3 separate regions of the Mus musculus genome follow, and regions 1 and 2 are each linked to region 3. A link is a contact called in public HiChIP or PLAC-seq data. All regions are on one chromosome and are shown on one strand. Each heading gives the region's core, a stretch centred on a gene start, on an enhancer-like site or on the middle of the called end of the contact. The rest is flanking DNA. Distances are from core to core; before and after follow the strand shown.

Region 1 (4,116 bases), core at 969-3,468, 450 kb after region 3:
TCTGGCAGTGTTGCAAGACAGTTTCCATTGGCCACAAATAGAGAGTGAAGTCAAGTTTGTGTGACTCTGATGTCCTAACTGGCGAGCTGGCTATCTATAACCCAGTAGATCTGAGTCACTCACTGGTCCTATGTCGGAGGCCTCTGGTCACAAGCGCGACTTCTTCAGCTTTTGTTCCAGGAGCCCCTCATTGGATTCTGGGTTGCTGGTAATCACCCACAGCCAACAAGAGTAAAGTGAGACACCTTCAGTGCGGGATTTTCCAAATCCAGCATCCACACTAGAGGGCTCCAAGCTCCATCAGCAGCATGCCTTCAGACATGCTAAAGCTTTGATGCAAAGGTTCTCTCCCTAGCTGGAAGACCTACTTGGGGATGCAATTATGATTATCCATCTACAACCCAATATCAGAGTTTTATCTGTTTCTTTGCTTTGATCCTACATTTATTATCTTTTATCTTACTTTTATTCAAGGGTGTCTTAGTGACTTTCCTATTGCTGTGACCATGACTAATACAGCTCATAAAGAAAGCATTTAATTGAGGCCTTGCTTACAGTTTCAGATGGTTAAAGTCTATGACCATCATGGAGAGGAACACACCGCAAGCTGATATGGTGTTGGAGTGGTAGCTTAGCGCCATGCCTGATCCACAAACACAAGGTAGACAGAGACCTAACTGGGAGTGATATGGGGTCTTTGAAACATCAGAATCCCAATCGCAGTGACACACCTCCTCCAAAATGGCTGCACTTCCCAACCCTTTCCAAACAGTTCCAACAACTGGGGACCAAATGTTCAAATATATGAGCCTACGGGGGCCATTCTCATTTAAACTCAGGGTCTCACTATGTAGCTCTTGCTGCCTGGAACTCACTAGGTAGACAAGAAGAGTCTCAAACTCATACAGATTGATGGCCTGCCTCTTGCCTCCTAAGTGTTGAGATCAAAGGTGTCCAGCACCATGTCTTGCCTGTGTCTTTGTTTCCACTCTGATCTTGGTTGATTTCTGGGAATATCCCATAAGAGACACAATAAAATGACCTTCCCTGATGCAGGTCCCAGAGTCCTAGTGGCTGTAATCCACTGTGATACAGAAAAGTAGAAAATGGCATCTTTTAGGTGAAATTTCATTGGGAAACATTTTCTATTTTATCCATATTCCTAGGCTTATTCTTTAAACCACGATTTCTAACACTGCCTAAAAGCTTTAGGATAAATGTGTCTTAATAAAGAAAAGCTGTTTTATAGCATCTCACCATAGGAGCGGTGGTAAATAACAGGGAGTAAAAGAGACACCGAGAGAGAATCATAGCCACCAAGACAAGACAGGACCACCATTACAAGACAGAAGCCACCAGATAGGGCAAGCAGGGCCACTGTGACAAGACAACCACCAGAGCAGAAGGCCATCAAGACAAGACAACAATCACTAGGGCAGACAGACAGCTTCATGACAAGATGACAGCCACCAGGGCAGATGGGGCCAATCAGACAAAGTAGGGAAAGTAGACAAAGTAGAGCCACAGAGACAGACACGGGTGAGTGGACATCTCCACAAGCCAATACCAGTGCTTCTGAGAGATGGATACCCCCTGACCTCTGCTCTTGGGTGGGGCAGGGCTGATTTCCTTTGTAATATTGGCTCAGTTCCCTGAAGTCTGCTTCTCCCATCAGGTCTTGAATGTCTGATGGTCCCTGTGCTCGGACCCCCTCCTCCTTTTCTTCTCAAACCCTATCAAATTAGTACCTTTATTTTGCAAACTGGATACAATCTGCATGTTGTGTCCCATGGCTGTAACTAAAAGCCCCTTGCTCAACATTGATAGGAAATGGTGTACCACAGGCTTGCCATCTCTGGGGCCCAGCGCCATACCAGTAATGGGGCCTAGAAACCTCCTGGCATGTAAAAATACCATCTGAAGAGACCCTTGTACCTCCCTGCTGTGGGACACTTTCCTCCAAGATTAAAATCTTCCACCTTGGAGAAAAGCTCATTAGGATTCAAGAAGCTCACAGGAAAGTGAGACAGTACTGTGTTCTACTGGGAGACAAGACATTTCACCCTGCCCTGAAGCTCCTAAGGTCAGGGAGCAAACCACTTGAAATAGTTTCTGGAAGTCCCTGAAACTGGTCAGACTCACCAGGCCTCTCCCTCCCCAAACAGATATGTAAGCTGAAAAGATGTTTGTGAGTGTGAGTCACTCTCAGATAAGAGAAGCTGCAATGTAGACTGCCTGACAAGTTGATCTGCCTGGAAGAGGCTCAGAGCAGCTGAGCTAATGGGGAAGGATACCTCCCAACCTGTTGAGCTGCCTGAAAATTGTGCAAAGTACTCCAGGTATCCAGCCTTTATACCTTTCTTTGCTGGGGTGGGCTTTGGTCATACAGTTGCTTGGAATCACTGCTGCTCCTGTAAGTAACCCTTCATCCATGTTTTGTAACCCCAAAACTACACGTGGTTCTTCAAATTGGCCTGTGGTGGCTGTGGTGGTTTGAATAAGAATGGCCCCCATAGACTCATGTGTGTGAATCTTGACCCATAGGGAGTGGCATTATTAGAAGGTGTGGCCTTGTTAGAGTAATTGTGGCCTTGTTGGAGGAAGTATATCACTATAGGGGTAAGCTTTGAAGTCATATATGTTCAAGCTAGGCCTAGTGTGGCATTTATTTCTGCTCCCTGTGGATCAAGATGTAGTACTCTCAGCTTCTTCTCCAGTGCCATGTCTGCCTGGATGCTGAGGTTATCCTGCCATGATGATAATGGATGAAACCTCTGAAACTGTAATCCAGCCCCAGTTAACTGTTTTTTCTTTATAATAGTTGCTGTGGTTGTGGTATCTCTTCACAGCAGTGGAAAGCCTAAGTCAGTGGCATTTTTACTTTGGGCTGTTGTTAGCTCCCACATATGAATAGACATTTGCCCCTACCTCCCCAGGAATAGTGCCACACAAAACCGTCCCTTTAGCTAGCAAACCATTAAAACAATGGGCCTCAAAAGCTTGGGATTCTCCAGGAACCTCATCTTTAAGAGAAAGTGAAGTTGAAGCCAGAGGAGGCTCTTGTCTCCAGGAAATGGAGTTCACACAGATCTGACAACTTGTCAGACTACCTTGTATGAGAGATGAGAGCTGAGACAGTGATGATTGCTGAGACAAGACACCTTGACAAGTCTGCTTGGCTATGTGCACCTCATGCCCTCTATTTAAATCTAAGCCTCACATCAGGACCCAGAAGATAGACATGGGGTCATGACTCTGCTTGTTCCTTTTCCCCAGTGTAACCACATTGAATAAAACTCCTCATTTCTTTCCACTATGACTTGTGTAGTTGGTCTACAGAGGACAAGTGGAAGAAGCTGGCTGTTAGGGCAGCTGAGAGGCCCAGGCTATGACACAAACAGTTCTGGCAACATTCCCAGCAGGAACACATGCTTTGTAGATATTGGCAGAAGATATGGATCAAGTTGTGGCTTAGTTCTCTGTGGCCTGGCTAGACTTAAATCACCAATAGAGAAAATGCTAATGAGTGTCTTAGTTAGGGCTTTCATTACTGTAAAGAGACACTATGACCAAGGCAAACAGTTAATTGGGGCTAGCTTTCAGGTTCAGTCCTTTATCATCAAGGATGGGATGCATGGCAGCAACCAGGCAGGCACGATGCAGGAGGAGCTGAGAGTTCTACATTTTGTTCTGAAGGGAACCAGGAGAAGACTGCCATCCTCAGGCAGCTAGGATAAGTTCTCAAAACCCACCCCCAAATTGACACGTTCCTCAATAAGGCCATACCTACTCCAACAAGTTCACCCCTCCTAGTAGTACCACTCTGTGGGCCAAGCGTATTCAAACCACCACAATGATAAATGCCAGTGAAGCTTAACAGAACTGAAGCCATCACGTTGTGAGTAACACCATCAGTAAGTGAAGGAGATGTTATATTTACAAATGATCTTCAGGAGCTAAGCTGGGATCAGTGGATAAAGTATTTGTCATGCAATCATGAGGACACGAGTTCAATCCCCAGCCCCCATGTAAAGCCTGATACTGTGGTAGGTGTGTCTGTAATCCCAGCACTCCTTCAGTGAGGTGGAAGATAAAGACAGGAAAATCCACAGAAGC
Region 2 (4,191 bases), core at 765-3,264, 400 kb after region 3:
ACCTCTGGTCTCCACATATGGGTCATGAACTGTGTCTCCCAACCCATGAACACATAGAGGATTAATTATTTTTCTGATGTCATTTCAGTCATATATTCAATACAATCAAGTTAGTGAATATGGTGATTTATTCATTCTCCTTTGTCATATCTTTTCTTTTTATCAATATGAGTTTTTTTTCACTTGATATCCTGATCACTGCCCCCTTCCCAGTTACCCTTTCCCACAATCCCTTCTCCCATGCCCTATGAGGGGGTAGAGGCACCCTGGGTTTCTCCCAACCCTGGTATATCAAGCCTCTGTGAAGCTAGGTGCATCCTCTCCCACTGAGGCCAAACAAGGCAGCCCAGCTAGAAGAACACATCCCTTACAGGCAATAACAGCTTTGGGGTTAGCCCCTCTCCAGTTGTTTGGAACCCACATGAAGACTGAGTTGCACATCTGCTATGCATGTGTGGAGAGGTCTGGCTCCAGCCTATGTATGTTTGGTGGTTCAGTCTCTGAAATCGCAGGTTAGTGAACTTTGTTGGTCTTCCTGTGAAGTTCCTATCCCCTTCAGGGCCCACAATCCTTTCCCTGGTTCTTCCAAAAGAGTCCCTAAGCTCCATCCACTGTTCAGCTGTGAGTCTCTGCATCCATCTGAGTCAGTTGCTGGGTGGAACCTCTCAGAGGACAAGCTTGCTAGACTCCTGTATACAAGCATAACAGTATTATTAATAGAAATTAGTGCTTGCCCATGGGATGGGTTTCAAGTAGGGCGTGTTATTGGATAGCCATTCCCTCCGTCTCTGCTATCCCCCATCCCTGCATTTCTTGTCGACAGGATACATTTGGGGGTTGAGAGTTTTATGGGTGGGTTGCTGCTTCTATTGCTCCACTGGGGTTCCTGCCTAGTCACCAACCCTACTTCTGGCAGAGGGTTGATATCCAAAATTTATAAAGAACTCAAGAAGTTAGGCACCAACAACCCAAATAACCCAATTAAAAATGGGGGTAGAGAGCTAAACAGATACTTCTCAACAGAGGATTCTTGAATGGCCAAGAAACACTTAGATAAGTGTTCAAAGTCCTTAGTCATCAGGGAAATGCAATTTAAAACAACTCTAAGATTCCATCTTACACCTGTCAGAATGACCCGCACATGCTGGCAAGGATGTGGAGCAAAGGGAAACACTCCTCCACTGCTGGTGGGAGGGCAAACTTTTACAACCACGTTGGAAATTAAATTGTCTGTTTCTCGGAAAACTGGGAATAGTTCTACCTCAAGACCCACTCCTGGGAATATACCAAAAAGATGCCCTACTATACCACAGGGACACTTGCTCAACTATGTTCATAGCAGCTTTATTCTTGATAGCCAGAAACTGGAAACAACCTAGATGTTCCTCAACTGAAGAATAGATAAAGAAAATTGGTATGTCTAGACAACGGAATACTATCCAGCTATTAAAAACAAAGGCATCATGAATTTTGTAGACAAAAGGATAGAACTAGAAAATATCATCCTAAGCAAGGTAACCCAGACTCAAAAGGACAAATATGATATGAACTCACTTATAAGTGGATATTAGCCATAAAATACAGGTACTATGCTATACTCCACAGACCACAAGAAGCTAAATAAGAAGGAAAGCCCAACACAGGGTGTTTGAATCTCATGTAAACAGGGAAATAAAATAGCTGTAGGAGACAGATGGGGTGAGGGAGCTGGGTGGGAGAGGGGATGGGAGGGGAATGGGGTAGGGGTTAGGATCAAGTGTGGGGAAGAACAAGAGAGATGCCCAGATGGCCATGAGACTAAATAGAAATCTGCAAGGACATGCCAGAGAGCTGTGATAGTGGAAACACCCCAGAATCAAAGGAGGTAACATTATCTGGACTCACAGCATTAGAGATATGGAACCTGAAGATTGATTTTTTAAAATCACCTCCTTTCTGACCAGAGTTCTGTGCTGTGTGTAGTCTCCATTTTCTGGGACAGAAAACTAAGCATATAACACTATGTAAGCATAGTGTTTGGGCGACCTCCTCTGGCCAACAGATCATCCTGCAGTTTTCCTGAGAAAATGAGGAGGTGTATAGCAGGCCTGGCTGGCCACCTAGAGTCCTCTTTGTTGCAAATGTCATTGGTTGGAAAAAGCTGTAGAATAATTCCTAGGTGGGCACTAACCTGAGCAGATTCCCACCATAATTCCCTCGTTCCTTCCACAGCCACATTCCCCAAGGGAGAATGGTGGGAGCTGTAGAGAAGGCTCAACAGTTGAGAATACTTAACTGCACTTGCATAGGACCTGAGTTACCATCACCAACATCAAGTCACTCACAACCATTTGAGATTTCAGCTTCAGGTAATCTGACACTTATGACCTCCTCAGGCATCTGTATTCACATGCACTCATGCACACACAAATGGGGTGTATGTGGGGTGTGTGTGTGTGTGTGTGTGTGTGTGTGAGTGTGTGTATGTGTGTGTGAGTGTGTGTGTGTGGGTGTGTTTGTGTGTGTGTGAGTGTGTGTGTTTATGTGTGTGAGTGTGTGTTTGTGTGTGTGTGAGTGTGTGTGTTTGTGTGTGTGAGTACGTGTGTGTTTTTGTGTGTGTGTGTGAGTGGGTGTGTGTGTGTATGTGCATACATAAGCACATGCATGCATGCATGCGTGTGTGCGTGTGTAAGACTGTGGTCAGGGAGGGTCAGCACCACTGGCTTGGTAAGGAGACCCATTGTATAGGACAGTCTGTCTACTGTGTGGGCATAGTTTGATGCCATGGGAGAAAAGACCCCATCACCCTCATAAGAGTCAATAAGAAAATGAGCTCAAAATCCCTGCTTCCAGGCTTGGTAAGTTTCTTCCTAGAATTATGAAAAGTGTTGAAGGACTACATTTGGATGTGGGTGGATGAGGAACGAAGGGCTAAAGATATATATTTTTAAAAAAAACCCACAAACAAGTTCTCTACACCACCCACCCACACCTAATTCATCCACTCACCCACTCACCTACCCACCACACCACACCCACAAAACTACCACTGTCAATAGTAACTCTTATCTCTAAGATCTGTACTGTGTTAACAATAGCACCCTAAAGCTCCCTCTAGTGGACACTTAGCTCAGTCTAAGAGAGGTAACCTGGCCGCTGGTCAGACAGAAACAAGTAAGAAAAGAGTGCCCAAGGTCACCAGGTTACAGACATCCGAAGGCACATGTCCAGTTAGCAAAGTGGAGATCCACGGGACTCGAACGACAACCTCCTTGCAAGAACCTCGACCTCAGGTCAAACCTGAAAGTTGGGAAATGCCCCTAATTCTGCTCCCAGGCTGAGGAGCCAGCAAGGAAATCAGTGTCCTCAGAAGAGCGACCAGGCCTGACACTCTACAGGGTCCTATATTCCCTACGTCTATGGATGAGCTTAGATAACCCCAGATGTGGCAGGCAATGAGATGACTTTCCTTTTATTCAATGCCAGTTTTTCAGTGCTGCTCACCCTTTCTGGCTCAACCTTCCAGTCTCCAATTATTCCCCTCACTGGTATTGGTGGCAAGCCTTAGCTGCCTGACTTTATATTCCCTTTTTATATCCCCATGCATAGCGGATAAATATCTATTCATGTCTTTCTTTAAGGTCCCAGCTAGTTGCCCCATTTTCCTCCCATGGTGAGATACCATGTCTAAATTTCAGCCCTGAGTGTCTTTGATTCTCTAGAGGCTCTTATGATATTCCAGACACCAAATACCCAGTCCTAGAATAGCCTAGGACAATATGAGAGCCTCAAAGACCCTCCCTATAGTCTCTATTATAGATCTCTACTTCATCCATGATCTCCCTGAAGCAAGAGATGTCACCAAAATCCATGAGTAGGATAGGGCCAAAGAGGTCCGAAGAGGACCCAGATTCTATTATCTCTGTGAAGTTTGAGATTTCCCACCAGAAAACTACTGCCATCTGTGAAGCAAGTAACCTCAGCTGGAAGTGTGACATCTTACATATCTGACCTAGCACTGCAGAATAAGGTCAATTGTACACATAGAGGAATGTTATAGAGAGTCCTCAGGGTTAGAATCTGACAGTGGGCTAGAGGGGTAGCTGTTCTGGACTGTGTACTTTCCAGGACCCAGAGGGATGCTCCCGTGGACAGATGACCCAAGAGGCTGCGGGCATGAAGGGAAACACAGTACTGAAATTACAACCCTTC
Region 3 (4,087 bases), core at 1,561-4,060:
GTCAAGAGAGACAAACAGCCGGGCGGTGGTGGCGCACGCCTTTAATCCCAGCACTTGGGAGGCAGAGGCAGGCGGATCTCTGGTTCGAGGCCAGCCTGGTCTACAAAGTGAGTTCCAGGACAGCCAAAGCTATACAGAGAAACCCTGTTTGAAAAAACAAAACAAAACAAAAAAAGAGGGACAAACAGCATCCCTCCCCCAGCCTGGGGAACTGCTAGTATCTATTACTCTAACTACCTCTCACCAAGCTAAATGCTTAGGTTCAACATAAGTAAACTACTGGGGCTAGAGAGAAGGCTTTAGTAGGTTTGATTCCCAGCAATATTGTGATGGCTCACAACCATCTGTAACTCCAATTCCAGAGAATCTAATCCCTTCGTCCAACCTCTTTAAGCCTTGCATACAGGTGGAGCACATGAATACAAACAAAATGTGCATGCACATACGGTCAAGTTAATATATCCATTTTTTTCCCAAATTACCAATGTCCAAGCTTGCCTGCAGGCATGGAGGCTGAAGAGATGGCTTGGTGCTGTGAGTGTTTGCTGCTCTTGCAGAGCACCCCAGTTAGATGAGTAGCTTAAAACTCCCTGTAACTCTTGTTCCCATGGAAACAATGACCTCTTCTGGCCATCATGGGCACCTGCACGCAGATGGCATATACTCACACAGATACTCAAAGCTACACAAAATAAAAATAAAAATAAAAATAAAGCAGGGCATGGTGGCACAGGCCTTTAATCCCAGCACTATGGAGGCAGAGTCGTGTGGATCTCTGAGTTCAAGGCCAGCCTGGTATTAAAATATTAAAGTCCAGCAATCAAAAGCCTCCCTTTGGTCACCTTAATTATCATGTCTAATCAAAACAAAGCAACTCATTCTATCACAGGTTTCTTATTTTACTTTTATAAACTGCCATTTGCCTAAGGACCATGCCTGTCTCCACTTTATCCAGAGGTAGTCACTTTGTCTGGAGCAAATATTTCTTTCCCCTCTCCCTTGTCTTCTATCCACACTCTTTGTCCCTCTGGAGCAAATAAATCTCTCCTTTGTGTTGGGAACTTGGTCCTGGTGTGTCCTGTGCAAATTCCAGTCTTTTCAAACAGAACATCAAAAGCAAAAATCTTGTACCTGTCAGTGAATGGTGGAGCACACCTTCAATCATAGAACTTCAGAGGCAGAGGCCAGAGGAGCTCTTTGGGTTCTAGGCTAGCTTAGTCTACATTAGTGATATTCTGTCTCAAGAATGACCAATCAACCAACCAACCAACCAACCAACCAACCAACCAACCAACCAATTAAGCCAACAAGCAAATTGCCCTTGACAACAGCTGCCAGGTAAACCATTTCCAACAGAGATCCCCAGGGCTCACGCATGGTAAAAAAGTTCCTGCAATGTTATAGAGAAGCTGAATGCTCAGTCATGGTGTGAAAACGTAATCCAGAACTCCAGCTAGCAACCTCAGCCTCTCCAGGTTGGTTTTGGATGGATGTCTGTAAGCTCCCAATTTCATGATTTCTGTTCTTTTACTTAGAAGCCTTCCCTGAAGAAACTCTCTGCTCTGCCCAGAACTCTGTCTGTTCGTAGTTGTCTTAAAGGGACTTCCTCAGGTAGTTTTGGCTGGATACTTGGATACTTGAGTACCTGATTTGATGGAAATTGATGTGCTTCTCTCTCTCTCTCTCTCTCTCTCTCTCTCACTCACTTTATAAAGTCACTCGTTCAAAATAAAAATTGTGGCTACTGTAGACCATTCTCTGGATTGTACAAAGCAGCTGTTGATATTTGTATACCCACTTCAGAGCAATGGTGCCAAGCACCTTTGCCCGCTGAGCCACTTTGCCAGCCCTACTTCAATTTTTTGGTCATGATGATTGAATCTGGGGCCTATGCATGCTAGGCAAGTTTTGAAACGATAGCTACAGCCTTGCCTCATTTTCTCTAATTAGCTGCTGCTTCTACAAGATGATTTGGGGTGGACGACTTTCTTTGTTTAGTGCTGTGGGTACAGACCCACACCCAGTATGCATAAGGCCCTGACTTTGCTTCTTGGCACTGAAAATAAATGGGGTGGGGGATATAATTCACTAATTTAGTGTACAACTTAGTAACTTCGGCACATTCACAAAGATATGCAGACTTCAATATGAATTCCAAAAAGCTTAAATCACATGCCCTGCCATACCCTCATTAATAAGCACTTCCTATTTTTTCTTGCCCCACTACCAACTAGTAATTGCTTTCAGTTTTTCTGTATTTGCAAGAAGTGTATGTGTTTTAATCAGGATCTTGGTAGGTAGCTCAGGCCTCAGTCTGGCACTGAACTCCCTATTCAGCCCAATCCTCGGCCTCTCAGGCTTTAAACTAGGATTACAAGCATTCGGCAATAGTCACAGCTAAGCGTCTTACATAGATGGGACCACATAATATATAGCCTTATGAACCTGCCCTTTCACAACCCGTCCTTTTGGTTGGGTCTGAGCCTCTGAAGGCTGAGTGGTCTCTGAAGCCATCTCCCTGGCCTGCTTTCTCTTGTTTTGGAGATTCTCAAGCTGCATTTGGTGTCAGGACATTATCATCTTGTATTGATCTTACACTACTGTGTGTACACAGCAAATTTGATTTACTCATTCATAGCCATATTTGGGCCGATCCACTCTTAACACATATACTCAAGGCAGAAAGTTAACACGTGAACAGCTTTTCACGTGTAAACCAAACCATCGTCTTTCACATTGGTACATTAGTTTCTCTTTTCAGGTTGAACAGTGACACCTAAGACTCCTCTTACATCACCGGACTGTTCTACTTTCTTCTTGGAAGCCACCGGCAGATGCATATTCCTATTGCAAAGGATAGAAGCAGTGCACGTTCGTGTGGCGACACTGCCCCGCGACTCTCCGGACAACTCTCGCAGGCAAATCCTGAGGGGCGGGGAAATGCAACCAATCCACGAATGTGTTCGGAAAGCGGGGCTCCGCAGTGGTTGATAAAGTATAATGACATACCCGCCATCCAATCCTCAAGCGAAGGGCTGGGCTACAGTCAGCTGGTGAAACCACCTGACCCGAGCCTGGAGCCGGAAACTACCTATCCGGCAGACTGCTTACACTGCACCTACGGCTGCGATGGTGAGTGTGGACGCATGCGCGGGTGTGCACGCCTGCGGTTCCGCGTCCCTGTTTTCCGAGCTTCTGTTGCCACCTTATGGCTTGCATTTCACTGTCACCTCCAGTCCACCCTGGGACCGAAAGGGAACAGAGATGGGAGGGAAGCGACAGGGAGGGCTGGAGAAGGAAGGCTCCGCTACCGGGTGTTCTGCAGCGGGGGAGTAGTCTAGATGGCACAAGGGGCGGGGCATAAGGGGACTGGAGTGGGAAGGGACATGAGGAGGGGTTGAGGGGCTAGGAAGGCCTCCTGGGTCACCTACATGACAAGTGGAAGAGCTCAGAGGTCCAATAGTGACCGTGGATGGAGACTCAGTGTTACAAGCCATTATGAGGGCCTTGGAAGGCTCATATCCAGGAGGGAGATGGGTTTGCAAGGCTGTCATGATTCTCCTTGTCTCTTTACCCTCTAGACTTCCGCACTGACCCAAGGGCTGGAGCGAATCCCAGACCAGCTTGGCTACCTGGTGCTGAGCGAAGGTGCAGTGCTGGCGGTGCGTTGTGGGAAAGCAAAGCGTGGGGTGGAGGGTGTGTGTGTGTGTGTGTGTGGGGGGGTCCTTTGGGGACACACAGCCCAGAAATCCCTTCAAATATTTCCAAGTTGTCTCTTTTTGTCTTCTCTGTGGTTCCTTGCTTGCCATATAGTAAGCTTTATGTAGTATTTGGATATGTGGTATAAAAGCTAATTACCAAAAGGTTGGGGAGGTAGCTTAGTACGGAGAATGAGTTGCCTAGCATGCACAGAGCCTTCTCTTCAATCCCAATACTGCATAAAACCAAACAGAGTGTAGTCCCAGCACTTGGAAGGTGGAAACAGTGGGTTAGATGTTCAGGCTTATCTTTGGCTACATATCAAATTCAATCACAACCTGGACTACATGTAACTCAGCCTCAAAAAACAACAAACAAACCATTACCC

The links. HiChIP or PLAC-seq counts read pairs in DNA pulled down with a chosen protein or histone mark.
Region 1: a FOXA1 HiChIP or PLAC-seq map of pancreatic cancer cells shows a contact between it and region 3. The contact joins the enhancer-like site here to the promoter of Lamtor4 in region 3. A contact is called at or near these places in 9 of 39 promoter capture datasets (the 3T3-L1 cell line, the C10 cell line, cranial neural crest and 5 more), 5 of 115 datasets of contacts at active chromatin or transcription factors (acute myeloid leukemia, embryonic hindbrain, embryonic stem cells and 2 more) and 1 of 9 other capture datasets (macrophages).
Region 2: an H3K4me3 HiChIP or PLAC-seq map of bone marrow-derived macrophages shows a contact between it and region 3, with 5 times the contacts expected there. The contact joins the enhancer-like site here to the promoter of Lamtor4 in region 3. A contact is called at or near these places in 20 of 39 promoter capture datasets (the 3T3-L1 cell line, 3T3-L1-derived adipocytes, the C10 cell line and 14 more), 2 of 15 datasets of contacts at CTCF or cohesin (large pre-B cells and pro-B cells), 2 of 484 Hi-C or Micro-C datasets (bone marrow-derived macrophages and cortical neurons), 19 of 115 datasets of contacts at active chromatin or transcription factors (Th17 cells, acute myeloid leukemia, bone marrow-derived macrophages and 15 more) and 2 of 9 other capture datasets (liver and macrophages).

Annotation. Positions count from the first base shown.
Region 1 is chr5:138,705,368-138,709,483 of GRCm38.p6, forward strand. No RefSeq gene overlaps it. Among named protein-coding and RNA genes, the nearest start is that of Fam20c, 48 kb to the right of the region's middle. Within about 2 kb of position 2,219, at least 34 of the 459 cell types and tissues checked have an H3K27ac peak or open chromatin away from gene starts, as enhancers often do. A contact at or near this core is called in acute myeloid leukemia, macrophages and pancreatic cancer cells, where this site is marked.
Region 2 is chr5:138,654,922-138,659,112 of GRCm38.p6, forward strand. No RefSeq gene overlaps it. Among named protein-coding and RNA genes, the nearest start is that of A430033K04Rik, 34 kb to the left of the region's middle. Within about 2 kb of position 2,015, at least 9 of the 459 cell types and tissues checked have an H3K27ac peak or open chromatin away from gene starts, as enhancers often do. A contact at or near this core is called in bone marrow-derived macrophages, where this site is marked.
Region 3 is chr5:138,252,672-138,256,758 of GRCm38.p6, forward strand. It overlaps Lamtor4 (late endosomal/lysosomal adaptor, MAPK and MTOR activator 4), which reads left to right and starts at 2,811. Exons shown (of 4, transcript NM_001081108.2): 1 at 2,811-3,132; 2 at 3,582-3,662. The coding sequence starts at 3,130.